Regions from separate parts of the Mus musculus genome. Here regions 2 and 3 are each linked to region 1. The links are chromatin contacts, called in public HiChIP or PLAC-seq and promoter capture Hi-C maps. All regions are on one chromosome and are shown on one strand. Each heading gives the region's core, a stretch centred on a gene start, on an enhancer-like site or on the middle of the called end of the contact. The rest is flanking DNA. Distances are from core to core; before and after follow the strand shown.

The links. Promoter capture Hi-C pulls out the DNA fragments that hold promoters and counts their contacts. HiChIP or PLAC-seq counts read pairs in DNA pulled down with a chosen protein or histone mark.
Region 2: an H3K27ac HiChIP or PLAC-seq map of embryonic stem cells shows a contact between it and region 1, with 3 times the contacts expected there. The contact joins the promoter of 1700051A21Rik here to the promoter of C1qbp in region 1. A contact is called at or near these places in 2 of 39 promoter capture datasets (hippocampal neurons and stem cell-derived epiblast-like cells) and 2 of 115 datasets of contacts at active chromatin or transcription factors (embryonic forebrain and embryonic stem cells).
Region 3: a contact with region 1 is called in a promoter capture Hi-C map of cranial neural crest. The contact joins the enhancer-like site here to the promoter of C1qbp in region 1. A contact is called at or near these places in 5 of 39 promoter capture datasets (cranial neural crest, embryonic stem cells, pre-B cells and 1 more), 1 of 484 Hi-C or Micro-C datasets (embryonic stem cells) and 5 of 115 datasets of contacts at active chromatin or transcription factors (the NIH/3T3 cell line, embryonic forebrain, embryonic hindbrain and 2 more).

Annotation. Positions count from the first base shown.
Region 1 is chr11:70,981,289-70,985,434 of GRCm38.p6, forward strand. C1qbp (complement component 1, q subcomponent binding protein) reads right to left here and starts at 1,738. Exons shown (of 6, transcript NM_007573.2): 1 at 1,437-1,738; 2 at 882-1,032. The coding sequence starts at 1,662. It overlaps Dhx33 (DEAH (Asp-Glu-Ala-His) box polypeptide 33), which reads right to left. Exons shown (of 12, transcript NM_178367.4): 12 at 2,803-4,146.
Region 2 is chr11:72,264,694-72,268,839 of GRCm38.p6, forward strand. 1700051A21Rik (RIKEN cDNA 1700051A21 gene) reads left to right here and starts at 2,151. Exons shown (of 2, transcript NR_045922.1): 1 at 2,151-2,832; 2 at 3,188-3,863. It overlaps Slc13a5 (solute carrier family 13 (sodium-dependent citrate transporter), member 5), which reads right to left and starts at 1,911. Exons shown (of 12, transcript NM_001004148.4): 1 at 1,771-1,911. The coding sequence starts at 1,872.
Region 3 is chr11:72,053,685-72,057,830 of GRCm38.p6, forward strand. It overlaps Pitpnm3 (PITPNM family member 3), which reads right to left. Exons shown (of 20, transcript NM_001024927.2): 18 at 2,446-2,629. It overlaps Gm46286 (a long non-coding RNA gene), which reads left to right. Exons shown (of 3, transcript XR_001780248.2): 3 at 1,363-1,844. Among named protein-coding and RNA genes, the nearest start is that of Gm46286, 4.6 kb to the left of the region's middle. Within about 2 kb of position 2,302, at least 2 of the 459 cell types and tissues checked have an H3K27ac peak or open chromatin away from gene starts, as enhancers often do.

The DNA of each region.
Region 1 (4,146 bases), core at 488-2,987:
CCAAGTAGACTTCTCTAAGGAAGGCCGTGGGCGACTGTGTAACACAGAACAGCACAAACAAGGGCTTAACGGTCTTAAGGGTGTGTGGTAGCACGTGCCTACAACCTCAGCACACAGGTGTCTGAAGGACCAAGAGTCAGAGGCTGGTCTGTGCTCTACAGCAGCAACACAGAGACCCTGTCTCAGAAATGATCGGTTTAGGAAAGCGAGAGCTAAGCTTGGCTAAGAACCTTCTACCTTTGTCTGATGGCCTTTCTACACTCTAACTTCTTCCTTAAAAGTTACATACCTTGCATTTTTAACTACTACAAACACAAGCCAGATGGGAGTTCTAAACAAATGAATTTATCAGTACTATTAAACATTAAAAAAAAAAAAAGTCCCAGCCCTTAGGTCCAGACTGGGCACAGCATCCCTCATTAGTAAGCCAGTGACTGCGCTTGTGGCTCCCAGACTCCCCTCTACACACCCTGGAGCTGCTTCAGGCCTCCTTAATAACCAAGCCCAGAAGTCTGTATTCATTCAGAGAATGCACTCCCTGGAACCTAAGAACTTTTCCAAGTAAATGCTTTCTTAAAAGCCATTTTATTGGCCAGCTGTGGTGGCGCACACCTTTAATCCCAGCACTCGGGAGGCAGAGGCAGGCGGATTTCTGAGTTCGAGGCCAGCCTGGTCTACAGAGTGAGTTCCAAGATAGCCAGGGCTACACAGAGAAACCCTTCCTCGGAAAAAAAAAAAAAACAAACAAACCCAAAAAAGAAAAGCCATTTTATCAAAGTACTGGGCCTAAGCTGAGGCTCTCCTGGGGATGGCCAGGACAGGGTGCTGTAGTCAGGGATTCCCGACTTGAGAACCCAGAATACAAGCCCTGGGCCACTTACTTTTCTCCGGCAACTTTGCGCAATAATTTAGCCTCCGTGCCGTTCACCTCCAGCTCCCAATCTCCAGACATCTTGGGAAGGGACTTGTGTTTCTGGATCTTCTTTTCTTCCTTAATTTCATCAGTCAAGAATTCAACGAAGGCCTTGTCTCCTAAAAGAAAAGCCAAGATGACCCAAAGGGAGAAAAGCCGGTTACCGATAGACCGGACTGTATCCATTCTTACGACACTAGCCCAAATCACTCCTTAAAACGTCCGTTTCTCACTCTATAAAAAGAGCAGGATATACTTACTGAGCTGAACTGATATTTATCATGAGATGGTTATTTCTTATCATGGACTCACTACTATTACTTCCCATATTAAACAAAAGAATTCCCAATTATCCTCTTTCTGGTTCCAAAAGACATAACCAACAACCACACTTTGAAACCACGACCCTACGGACTTTGCTAAGCCACATTTCCAAGACGCGAGAAGGGGGGGGAAGCTTTCGATCACGAGGGTCTGTTCCAAGCTGGGTGGCCGCACTCCGACTAGGGTGCGTGAACCTTACCTTCCGTGTGCAGAGCGCCACAGCCGCACGCGCAGGGAACCGGGGGCTGCAGGAGGCCAGAGCGCCGAGCCGAGCCGGCCCGTACGCTGAGCAAACCGAAGGGCCGGAGGCATGGCCGGGGCGCGGGCTGCAGGAGATGCCGAAGCGGCTGGGCCGGGATGGCGGTTCGGAGGCCGGAGGCGGCGGCGCCGAGGGCGCGGGGCACGCAACGCAGCAGAGGGAGCATCGCGGGGCGGACACGTGCAGAGGGAAGGACGACCGGGCCAAGGCACCGTGTGACCTCGCGCGCTGCCGGAAGCCCCGCCCTCGCCCGGGGAAGCGCTTTCCACCCCAGAGGACTGCAGTCATCCGGGCCGGACCGCGCCCTCTGCTGGGAGCCGCCAGTGCAGTCGGGGAGGCCTTGACTCAGCTACCTTGACCACCATGTCTCCCTTGCTGCCCACTCTCCCCAATTCACCTGCTTTTCTCAATCCACACCAAGCTTTGTTACCGCGGAATGCGTTCAGGTTCACCCCAACTCGCGCAAAACCGTATATTCAAAGATCACTTAACGATCTTCTGAAACCGACTAATTCTGGAAAGCCCAGGCTGACCTGCACGCAGTTGCTGTGGAGTGGACATCCTGGCCTCATTAGACATTAGATCCAGAATCCCAAGAACAGGATGAAGGATTTATGTTGGAAACCTTTGCACGCCCTAACAATTCATGGGCCAGTTTTAATGGACCATCGGTTTCCTGGGAGCAGGAATATATGGCTTACATCATAGGCGAGGCCCTTGGTCTTGCGAAGATTATATGCCCCAGTACAGGGGAATGCCAGGGCCAGGAATCGGGAGTGGGTGGGTTGGGGAGCAGGGGGAGGAGGAGGGTTTAGGGGATTTTTGGAGAGGAAACTAGGAAAGGGGATAGCATTTGAAATATCTATTAAAAAAAAAGAATCAAGGATAAGAGGCTGGAGATATGGCTCAGTGATTAAGAGCATTGTTGCTCTTGCAGAAGACTAGAGTTCTAGTTCCAGCATCCACATGCCTGCTCACAACTATCTAACTTCAGTTCCAGGGCAGCAGATACCAAAACACTCAAAGGTATTTAAAAAAAAATCAATCAATCAACCAATCAACAAAACCACTCCCCTCCCCAAACAAAACAAAACAAAACAAAAACCAACCAAATCACTCACACACACCCCAAAACAAACAACAAAAGCCCTGCTCATGCATTATAGTCCCAGCATCAGGGAGGTAGGCAAACAACTGAGTTTGAGACCTGCCTGGTCTACACAGCAGGTTCCAGAACAGTCAGGGTCACATGAAAAAGACTTCTCAAAAAAAAAAAAAAACAAAAGTAAATGCTGGATACCAAGACTTATCGAATGAATGGCAGTAAGAATAATGTTTAATATTCTAAACAGCATTCTTTAAATAAGGGAAAGGAGGCCCAACAAAAGAGGCCACACAGATCATTATACAAGATTCAGTTTTTATGGATTTGATAGTCAAAAGCAAATTTCGAGCATTATATACTAGAACTGTTCTTTTATGTTTGAGACCAGAGAGAACAGAGCACATGTCCAAATCCGCTTGTCAGTTTTCTACACTACAGCAGTCTATAGAGAATTGTTTCCCCACCGGTATAGTCTAGTTTATGTGCTCAAGGAATGGCATCTTAGATGCGCGGCCACAGTTCCAAACAGACCCTGGTAGCTGGAGCACAAGGATTTGTGCCACAGTAAATACTTTGCTGTTTTGGAATCCTGTTATAAGAGATGCAAATGTTCTCACAGGGATCCTGGTAATGGAACTGGTGCCCCGGGTGTCGCAGGCCACGGTTACCAAGAAGATAAACCCCTGCAGCACGCAGGGCTGTTGTGGAAGTTCATCTGTCTGTTGGAGGCTATTCTGTCCAGGCTGGAGTCTTCAGGTTGGAGAGTTTGCCAACTTGAAAAGTAGCTCAGGTTGTACTGCAGCAAAACCACAAAACATTTCACTTTCTTAAGAAAGCTTGAAGAGAGCTGTCCCTTTGGCTGAAGATAAGCATTAATTTCTTCGTAGTGATCTGTGGAGTCAGAATGGGGCTCCCACCTCATGTAATCCCTGAGCAGCTGTGTTGAATAGTAATTTTTAAAAAAGCTTAATAAAAAACTAAATATTCTATTAAAATCCCCCCACAATGTTAGAATGATAAACATATTTCTATACAGAAACATTGGGTCCTTAGAAACTGTATCCATCACTCCCTTTTCTGGGAGGTCCCAGTCCTCTGCAGCAGTCCCTCCAGGGTAAGGTCCTAGGCCTCACCCTGGAGCCAGTCACTGCAAGCTACTGTTCCCATGACCCAGAAAAGACCTCGATAGTTTACTGTTAGTTTACAGTGGAACAGAAACTGTTAATTGCTGGGGAATATATTGCCTCCTTGTTTTCTTTAACTAGCACGATGAATGTTCTTTTCAAAATACAAAAGTTCCTCTTACCAAGCAAGGCTAAATAAACCTTGCATAAATACAAAAAATACACTGAAAAAGAAAGCACATTCCGGAGAGCCTTTCAGAAGGTTGATAACGTGACCATTTCTATCCAAGTAGTCACGAGTACTCAGACAGCCCTAAGCACTGACTAAAAGCTTTGCCCACGGCTAGGGTTAGATAAAGCCTAGACCAGACTCAACAGACACAGCTGTGAACCAATGAGATCCTGGCAATGGAAGTGCCCA
Region 2 (4,146 bases), core at 901-3,400, 1.3 Mb after region 1:
TTGCCCAATGAAGGGCATGGTGAATGGGAACAGGGTGGTCTTTGGTGGTGAGCAAAAAGAGGGACAGAGGGCAAAAATAGGGAGCCAAAGACCCAGGCTCCCAGGCACCAAGCCACTTGGAGAGAAGGTACAGGAAGACTGCCTTTTGGAAGAACCTCCAAAATGGCCTCCCAGTCCCTAAATTTTCAGTCCCAGGGCATATAGATGTATTAATACACCCGGTTGGGAACCTAACTCACTGATATTTATATTCCCCCTCTGCCTGCCTACCTGTCTGTCTGTCTCTGTCTCTGTCTCTCTCTGAGTGTATGTGTGTGTGTTGGGGGGGGGGGGGTGTGCACACGTGCGCATACACATGCATGAGCCAGGGATAAAGTGGGATCCTGGTTACACTGTCCTCTACCAGAAAGGTCAAGCAAGCAACTATAATTATTCCAAGGAACATCACTCCCCGCCAGCAGAGCTAAAATCACAGCTTCCTAACCTGGATGCCTCCCACAGACGGGAATGGCCCCGAATCTCTGGATGCTCGCTAACAGAGTGGCAGCGGATGAGTCCGCACAGTTGCTCTGCTCTCCTTGGCCCATGTGGAGCCTCTGCTCAGTATGTTTCCTCTGCCCCCCCCCCCGCGCCCCAATCCTAGGAGCCGGAATGATCCCCTTTTACTCCCAGAATCCAGTCACCCCATTGTACCCATCAAAGCACCCGGGGCCCGGAGAGCAAAGGGTCTTGCTGAAAGGCACAATGTGAAATGACTAGAAGCCCACCAGGGGACACCCCTCTCCTCTCAAAACCTTCCCTGAAGAGAGCCACTGTTTCTCAAACCTGCCTGTGGAGGGGAAGCAGGATCCGAGCAAGGTTTCCTGTCTGGGCTGAGAGTGAAAGGGTAGCCACATAAGGCTTCAAAGAGCCCTGGCCTCGCCAAACTGGCTGCACACAGCCTGACAGAGCCGGGGCCAGCGCTCCCGCCCTCCTCTGCTCTGCAGCCAAGGCCATTCATTCTCTCCCTTCCTCCCAGGAGCACCAGGAGGCCAGGGAATGGGACTCAGCTTCCCCAGCAACCGAGAGCCATGCCACCCAAGGCGTGAGCTCTGGGAATACGTCCTGCCTCCTCACACTGACTGCCTCAGCAGGCGGTGGGCAGTGCCCGACCTGCCTTTCAGGCTGCAGCAGGATTTGAACTCGAGAGTGGCTTCCTTGGCTTCCGAGCTAGAAAGAAATATAGATCATAGATGGGGAACCTGAGCTTCAAATATCAAGGCCAGATTATGGCAAAGGCATGATCCACTCTGTTCCTGTAGTTCCCTGCCTGAAGGCATCTACAGCTAGGAAATCTCTCTTTCCTAGAGAAGAGGCACAGAGGGAAAGAAAGCCCAGCCTTCAGAGTCTCTACTAGCTCGAGCATTATCTTTGAGCTGGACTAGCGTTGGTTGTGCACTCTGGGAGGAGATTTTGAGTCAGAGGCTAAGCCTGTCGAGGGGTCTGTGTGGTTCAGATCTGTTCTAACGTCCAGGTTTCCGTGTTTGCCCGGACGGCTCTTGCGCCCTGAAATCGGTGCACTCTAGGACGTGTTCACCTTAGGGTCTGTGCGTCCCTCGGATTCTTTGCAGAGCACCTCCTATCTGGTGCCTGGAGCGTCTGAGCACGCGTCCCAGGGGAGCTCGTCCCCACGGAGGAATCTATGCGTTCCAGCTCAGCGTTCCCGGGTTCCGTGCCCGTTATTGCACTGGGCACCCGGATTCCGCCAGGCTGCCCAGACACGCAACTGACCTTGTCAGGTATCAGAATGACGAGTGGAAGCATCAGGATCGGGGTGAAGAGCAAAATCGCAAAGGACTTGAACTTGGTCACACAAGTCTTCGCCGAATCCATCGCGTGAAAGGGAGACTGACTGGAGGGAGAAAAGATTGCGAGGCAGCTAGAAGCTTCACGAGCTTAAAAGGGGGACGCGCGGTCCCACCGGATTGGGGGCGGCTACAACTCCGCCCCCCATTGCCAGGCCTCCCTGCGGTCCTGGGGCGGAGCCACCCCTCGGGGTCTGTGGGGAGTGTCTGTCCCAGGACTCTGCCACCCCGCGGCAGAGTGAGGCGTTTGCAGATTTCAGTGCTTGGCACCAGCCCTCTATGGAGAGGACTGGACCCTGGCACCTCACCACTTGCCAGCCCGTTGGCGCTGCTCTGGTCCTCAGTACCATGCAGGGTGTGCCGGTCATTCTGCCAGCTTAAGCGTGAGGACCCTTTGTGTACTCTCACCTGCTCTCTCCTGGACTCCGGAATGTCCCAGATGAAAAACACCAGCCTGTAGGATTCTCAGGCTTCTCTCTCCAAAGCGTTCTCCTTCTCATCCCTATCCCGGAGGGGCGTCTCCTAGAGGCGATGGCCGAGCCCTGCGCCACCGCGGTCTTCTCACCTCCAAGATCCGCTGGCTTCCTCCTAGCGTTAGCCCGACTCTAGACATAGAACCCATTTCCCTCCTCGTGCCGTCTCCTACCCAGCGCACCGTAGGCGCTCTAGAGGGACCGCTAAGGAAGGCGGTCACTGTCCTCGCAGACCGAACGACTTTTACCCTCCAGCGAACGCGCTTGCGCAGGCCGGCCGTCTTTGCCCAGGCGCGGGTAGTTGCTGCCGCCCACTTACCAACCACCTCGCTAGTACCATTTTATGGTGGGAGACGGGGCCTTAGAAAAGAGGGGGCATAATCCTGCCAACCATCATCGAGGCATTCGTTCATTCATTAATCCTCCCCTTAACAGACCTGTGTGTAGTACCTGCTGTGCTAAGTCCTGTTTGGGACACCAACACAAGAGGGTGCAATGACATTATTGACACTTCGGTGAGTTCTTTCTCTTCTGCCTGCCTCTCATTCTCCTCTGGGGAGTCTTATCCACAGGCTACTTGACACATGGCTGAGTCCAGATTCCTGTACAGTCAGCTCTCACCACTGATCAAGATGCTATCTAGTTGCTGACATGGTTAGCGTGTTTACGACTAGGATGGCTGCTTCTGTTCTAAACATGGAAACCATCGGCGTACTCTGAACTATATACAACAGAGACCGACTATTAGCACGGCACTTACACTGTGTGTTAGGTGTTGCAAGCAATCCAGAGATGAAGTAAAGAATAGGTTATATGCAATTGCTACGAATTATATGAGACTAACCTCTCCTCCCTCTTCTCCACCCCTAGCCCTGCCACCACCACCACCAGGAAAGAACTACTGAATTCCCCACCTTCTCAGCCTGTGAATGTCGAAGGCCCTAAAACAGAACACACATTTGTATCAAGATTTTTGACTCTGTTCCTGTGACCTGCCTGTCACCTTGCCCTCAAGTCTGCAACTGCCTTCTTCAGGCCCTCTCTATTTTCGGTTTGTTTGCTTGTTTGCATCTATGTGGCCCTGGGCCCATCCCTTCCCCCAGGGCAATTAAAACTAGAGTTCCTGCTTTGGGGTGTGTGTGTGTGTGTGTGTGTGTGTGTGTGTTTCAAGACTCTATGTGTATGAGTATTTTGCATGCATATATATGTGTGTATCATTTGCATGTCTGATAACCCCAGAGTCAGAAGAGAGTGTCAGAGTCCCTGAAACTGAAATAATAGACAGTTGGGAACAGCCATATGGGTTCTGGGAAATGAACCCAGGTCCTCTTCCAGCAAGAAGAGTGAGTCCTGCTGTTAACCATGGAGCCAGCTTTCCAGCCTTTTGGAGTTTTTATTTAATCTTCGTTTTATTTATCACCATGTGCCCACTTAACACCCTTTACCAGGCCTCATTCAGGACGTTCACTCAAAGTCTGGGATCTACGATGCTGGTCAACCATTCTGCTGTAATTTAAGTGCTTTAAAGTCTATAAAGTGTGCGCTGCAGCTAAATGCCTGAATCCATACTCTGTCCCTGTGTGGCCTTGGTGGATGTTTCCATTCTGGATTCATCTTCTCATATATAGAATCAGATCAACTTTGATTCCCAGTAGTCGTTTTAAGACCCCCAAGTCAATGTTCTGAGTGTTTAAAGTAGCTCTGTGGCTTACAGTCAGCCATCAGTGGCATTCGCCCTTGCAATAATATGGGACACACTGTGGGTATCCTTGGGCAAAAGATCTTCCAAGTTCGAGGAAGGCTTCATAGAGGGGGGCAGCATTTGAGTG
Region 3 (4,146 bases), core at 1,052-3,551, 1.1 Mb after region 1:
CACTAGCACTTATTGAGCACCCATTGTGTGTCACACACACACACACACACAGAGAGAGAGAGAGAGAGAGAGAGAGAGACCCTGGAGATACACCTTGAGCAATGCGAATAAACCCAATGGCACCTTGATCTCTCCTGGCCAGGCCATGGGGCATCTGAGAGCTCCTTGCCTGTAATCATTCCCAAGTTCTGACAATGCCACCAACTGATTCTCCTGACTTTCTCCACGCCTTTCTCTTGGTCTCACGCTTACTGTCTGGATTCTAGACTTCTGTCTCTTGCTGGAATAACAGCCTCCTAACTACCCCCCCTTCCTTTTGCCAGTGCGTTCTCCTGTGAGCTGCCAGGGGGGATCTTTCTACAACCCAAATTAGATGCTGTCACTGCCCTACTTCAGACTTACCCATTGCTCCGCACTGCCCTCAGCAGAGATCCCAAGAGCTGATCTGGTTTTCAGAGTTTATAAGACCTACCAAGCTTGGGTGTCTCGTGATAACTACAGCCTCAGCTCTCACCTGTCCTTGATCTGACCCTGCCTGCACATAACCCTGTTCTGTATCTCTGTATCCTGAGAACATTCTAGGCTACTTTCCATCTGCTGAAAGTTGTCAAAGTCAAAGTGGAATCGCTTGGGTCATCAACCCCATCAAAGCCAGGAGATTATGAAACAAGGATTCCCAGTCATGGTGGCCTGAGAATAACTCTCCTCCTCTCTGTGCCTCTCTCTGTGTCTCTGTCTGTCTCTGTCTCTCTGTCTGTCTCTCTGTTTGTCTCTGTCTGTCTCTGTCTCTCTCTCTGTCTCTCTCTGTGTCTCTCTGTCTCTGTCTCTCTCTCTCTCTTACACACACACACACACACACACACACATACACACACACTGCCAGGACCACAACCTTACACAAAAGCCTTCAGCCTCCAGGCATAGTGGCACATGCCTTTAATCCCAGCACTTGGGAGGTAGAAGCAGATGGATCTCTGTAAGTTTGAGGCTAACCTGTTCTACATTGGGGGTCCTAGGCAAGCCAGGGTTAGGCAGTGAGACATGATCTAAAATATAAAACCTTAAATGTAAAAAGTCAACTTCAATATTACACAAGCAGGATGTCTCCAAGCACATCTGCTCGGTACCTGTCCATTCACCCTCAGAATGAGGTCATCATTGTTACTGCTTGTTGCAGACCAACAGTATTGTCTTAGGATATATTTTGTCATCCCCCCTCCCTTTTTTGCCTTTAAAAATTCCCCTTGCCTCAATCTCTTTGAATAGTCTCATAAACCACTGTGGCACATGTATCCTCCCACAGAGCTATTCCCAAATAAAGCTTGATTTCACATCCGTCTTAACCTCTTTATATTTCCCCAGGTCCAGCACACGCTGCTTCGCCGTCTACCTGACAACTCACACTCATATGTCAAGACTAAGCCCACAAGTTATTACCTACTATCAGCTACTCGGGATTCCCCAGGCGGACCTAAGACCTTCCTCCTCTGTTTGCCAATATTGCCCCTTTTCTGCCACACACCAGTAATTGTCAATTTCCATGCCTTTCTTTCTCTAGATCAGGGATTGGCAGACTTTTTCTTTGAAAAGCCAAATAGTAAATATTTTAGGCTTTGAGCTCTGCCACAGCAACTCGACTCGGCTCTTCTACTGCATTGCAAAGGCAGCCACAGACAATACATAAACAGATGAGCTTGGCTGTGTGCCAAGAAAACTTTATTTATGGACACCAAAATTTGAACTTGTGTAGTTTTCATTTGTCTGCTCCTGCTCTCTATGTGTGAGTCTCTCTCTCTCTCTCTCTCTCTCTCTCTCTCTCTCTCTCTCTCTCTCTCTCTCTCTCTCCCTCCTTCCCTTCTACCCCCCCCAACTCCCCAACCCCCAACCAAAGCATCAGAATCCTCTAGAGCCCTGGAGGGCTTTACACAAAGATGTCCCAGCCTCCCCCCACCCCCACCCCCACCCCCGAGTTTCTGCTGCCTTGCTGAGCCCAGGAGTTTGCCTATCTAATGATTCCCAGGTGCGAATACAAGAATTACAGCTCTGGGTGGCAGATTCAAAAAAAGCAGGCTAGAACCACCAGCACCAGGCAGCAAGGAACACAACTGGGCCTGTTTCAATAGGCACTGAGATATCTATTGAACAAATAACCAGATGTAGAGACAAGTATTTAGGCCTTGGAGTCAGGAAACGATAAAGCATGAATATCTGTCAGTGACGATAACACCTGCTTCCCAGCTCTGTTAAGATGTCCCAGTAAGAGACACACACTCAATCAACAAAATTGTGCTTTCCTCCCCTACGCCAGCTGAGGACCTCAATGCCCAGTCCCTTGACATTGAGAGAGAAGGGGAGGTCATGGGTCAACCCCTCTGCTGGCTAATGAAAGCCCCGCCTTCACGGGGTTGTATGGTCCTCCATACCACCTTACCCGCTCACACTTACCTCCTGCATGAGGTTGCGAAGGAAGATGGCCTTCTGCCTCAGTGGGTCGTGCACCAGTCCGTCCGAGAAAAAGATCATGCCCTGTGGGAAGTTGTGCTGGGACAGCCACGACACCACCCGCTGCTTCTGCATGTCCGGCCGCCCCGTGATGTAAAGGATCATGTAGCCCAGGTCCTGCCAGTGCCTGGCGAGATGGCATCGCTGGGTCCAGCTCGGCCCACCACAGGCCGCCCGCTGCCCAAGTTTCTGCCCTGACAGCTGCTGCCTCCCGGAGAAGCCAGCAGTAATGGTAAAGGGACTCTCAAGTCCTCGCCCCTGGTGAGTGGTGGACATTTGGATGGCCTGTGGGGACTAGCCCAACCTGATACCTCCCCTTTCTCTCTTCTGCTTCCATCTTCTCCACTAACAAGACAGCTTCCAGTACCACAGACCAGAGGCTTTGCACCCACCTTCAGTACCTGGTCCTTACCTTGGGCGCCATCTTTCCCCTGAACCACTACAAAGTCCTTAGTGGCCACTTTTTCCCTGGTCCTCCCACTTCGATCTGATCTTGTGTAACCTTGAACTACACACACACACACACACACACACACACACACACACACACACACACACCAGGCTCAGTTTCCCCATCTTACAGATGGGTTAATCATCCAAACACCCCAATGGGGCTATGTCAAGGATGAAGGCACTGATCCCAGAGCAGCTCGACATAGTCTGCCTGGCAGAGTTGGCTTCATTATCATCCCTGACTGTTTCCATGGAGATTTCTATAAACCACAAACCCAACCCTGTTGCTCCTTTGCTTGAAACCAGACCTGGCTCCCTAGTGCTAAAATAACATTTCAAGGCTTCCCTCTGCTCTTGGACTCTGTCCTGGTGAGTGGGCTCTTCCTATCTACATGAGGGTGTTCTGTCACCCCTGTAATAGCCCTGTACTCCTGACTCAGGACCCTCCTCTAAACAGCCAACATCCTTCTCTTCCAGGAAGCTCTCCTCACTTCTCAGGCAGAATCTTTATTCTGTTTCTTTACTGTTTTCTGTGGATGGCCCAGGGTATGGATAAGCCCAGACCTGGGTAGGTATTTTTGTGGCACTAGCCACCAACTGGATGCCACAGTGGGCTTTCTAAAGCCAGATGGTGATCTGACAGCTTGCAAAACTGAAGATGCACAATGTGGGTGCCAGCGGGATGCTGGGAGACCCCAGATGGACCCCCAGGCACACAGCTCTGTGCTGAGTTCATAAAAAGCCGTTTCTGGAAACTGGCAAGGTGTCAGTGCTGAGGTGAAGGAGGCAGGGGCCACGAAGGGAGAGAATGCAGCCCCCATCCCCACTGCCCAGCTACCCTCTCAGCAGGCTACCCAGGGCCTCCTCTAGGAGCCAGAAAGCAGCTGGAGGAGAACTGTCTCTGAGCCTAGAAGCCAGCCCAGCTTCTTGGGCAGCATGATCCCCATGTCAGCTGCCACCAACTCACGTTCCTCTCCAGCCTTGGGGTCTGGGCTTCTGTTGTCACCACTGATCACCTCTAAGCCCTGTGACTTATTTTCCTCCACTGGTCTCAGATTCCTTCCACCAGCAGCAATCTATACACAGAACCCAAACTAGAGCCTGGTGTGGAGTTGACCTCAGCATAAGGTGAAGGGATGGCCAAGAGGAGAAAAGAGCGAACTTGGAGGAACAAATGAATGAGCTAAAGTC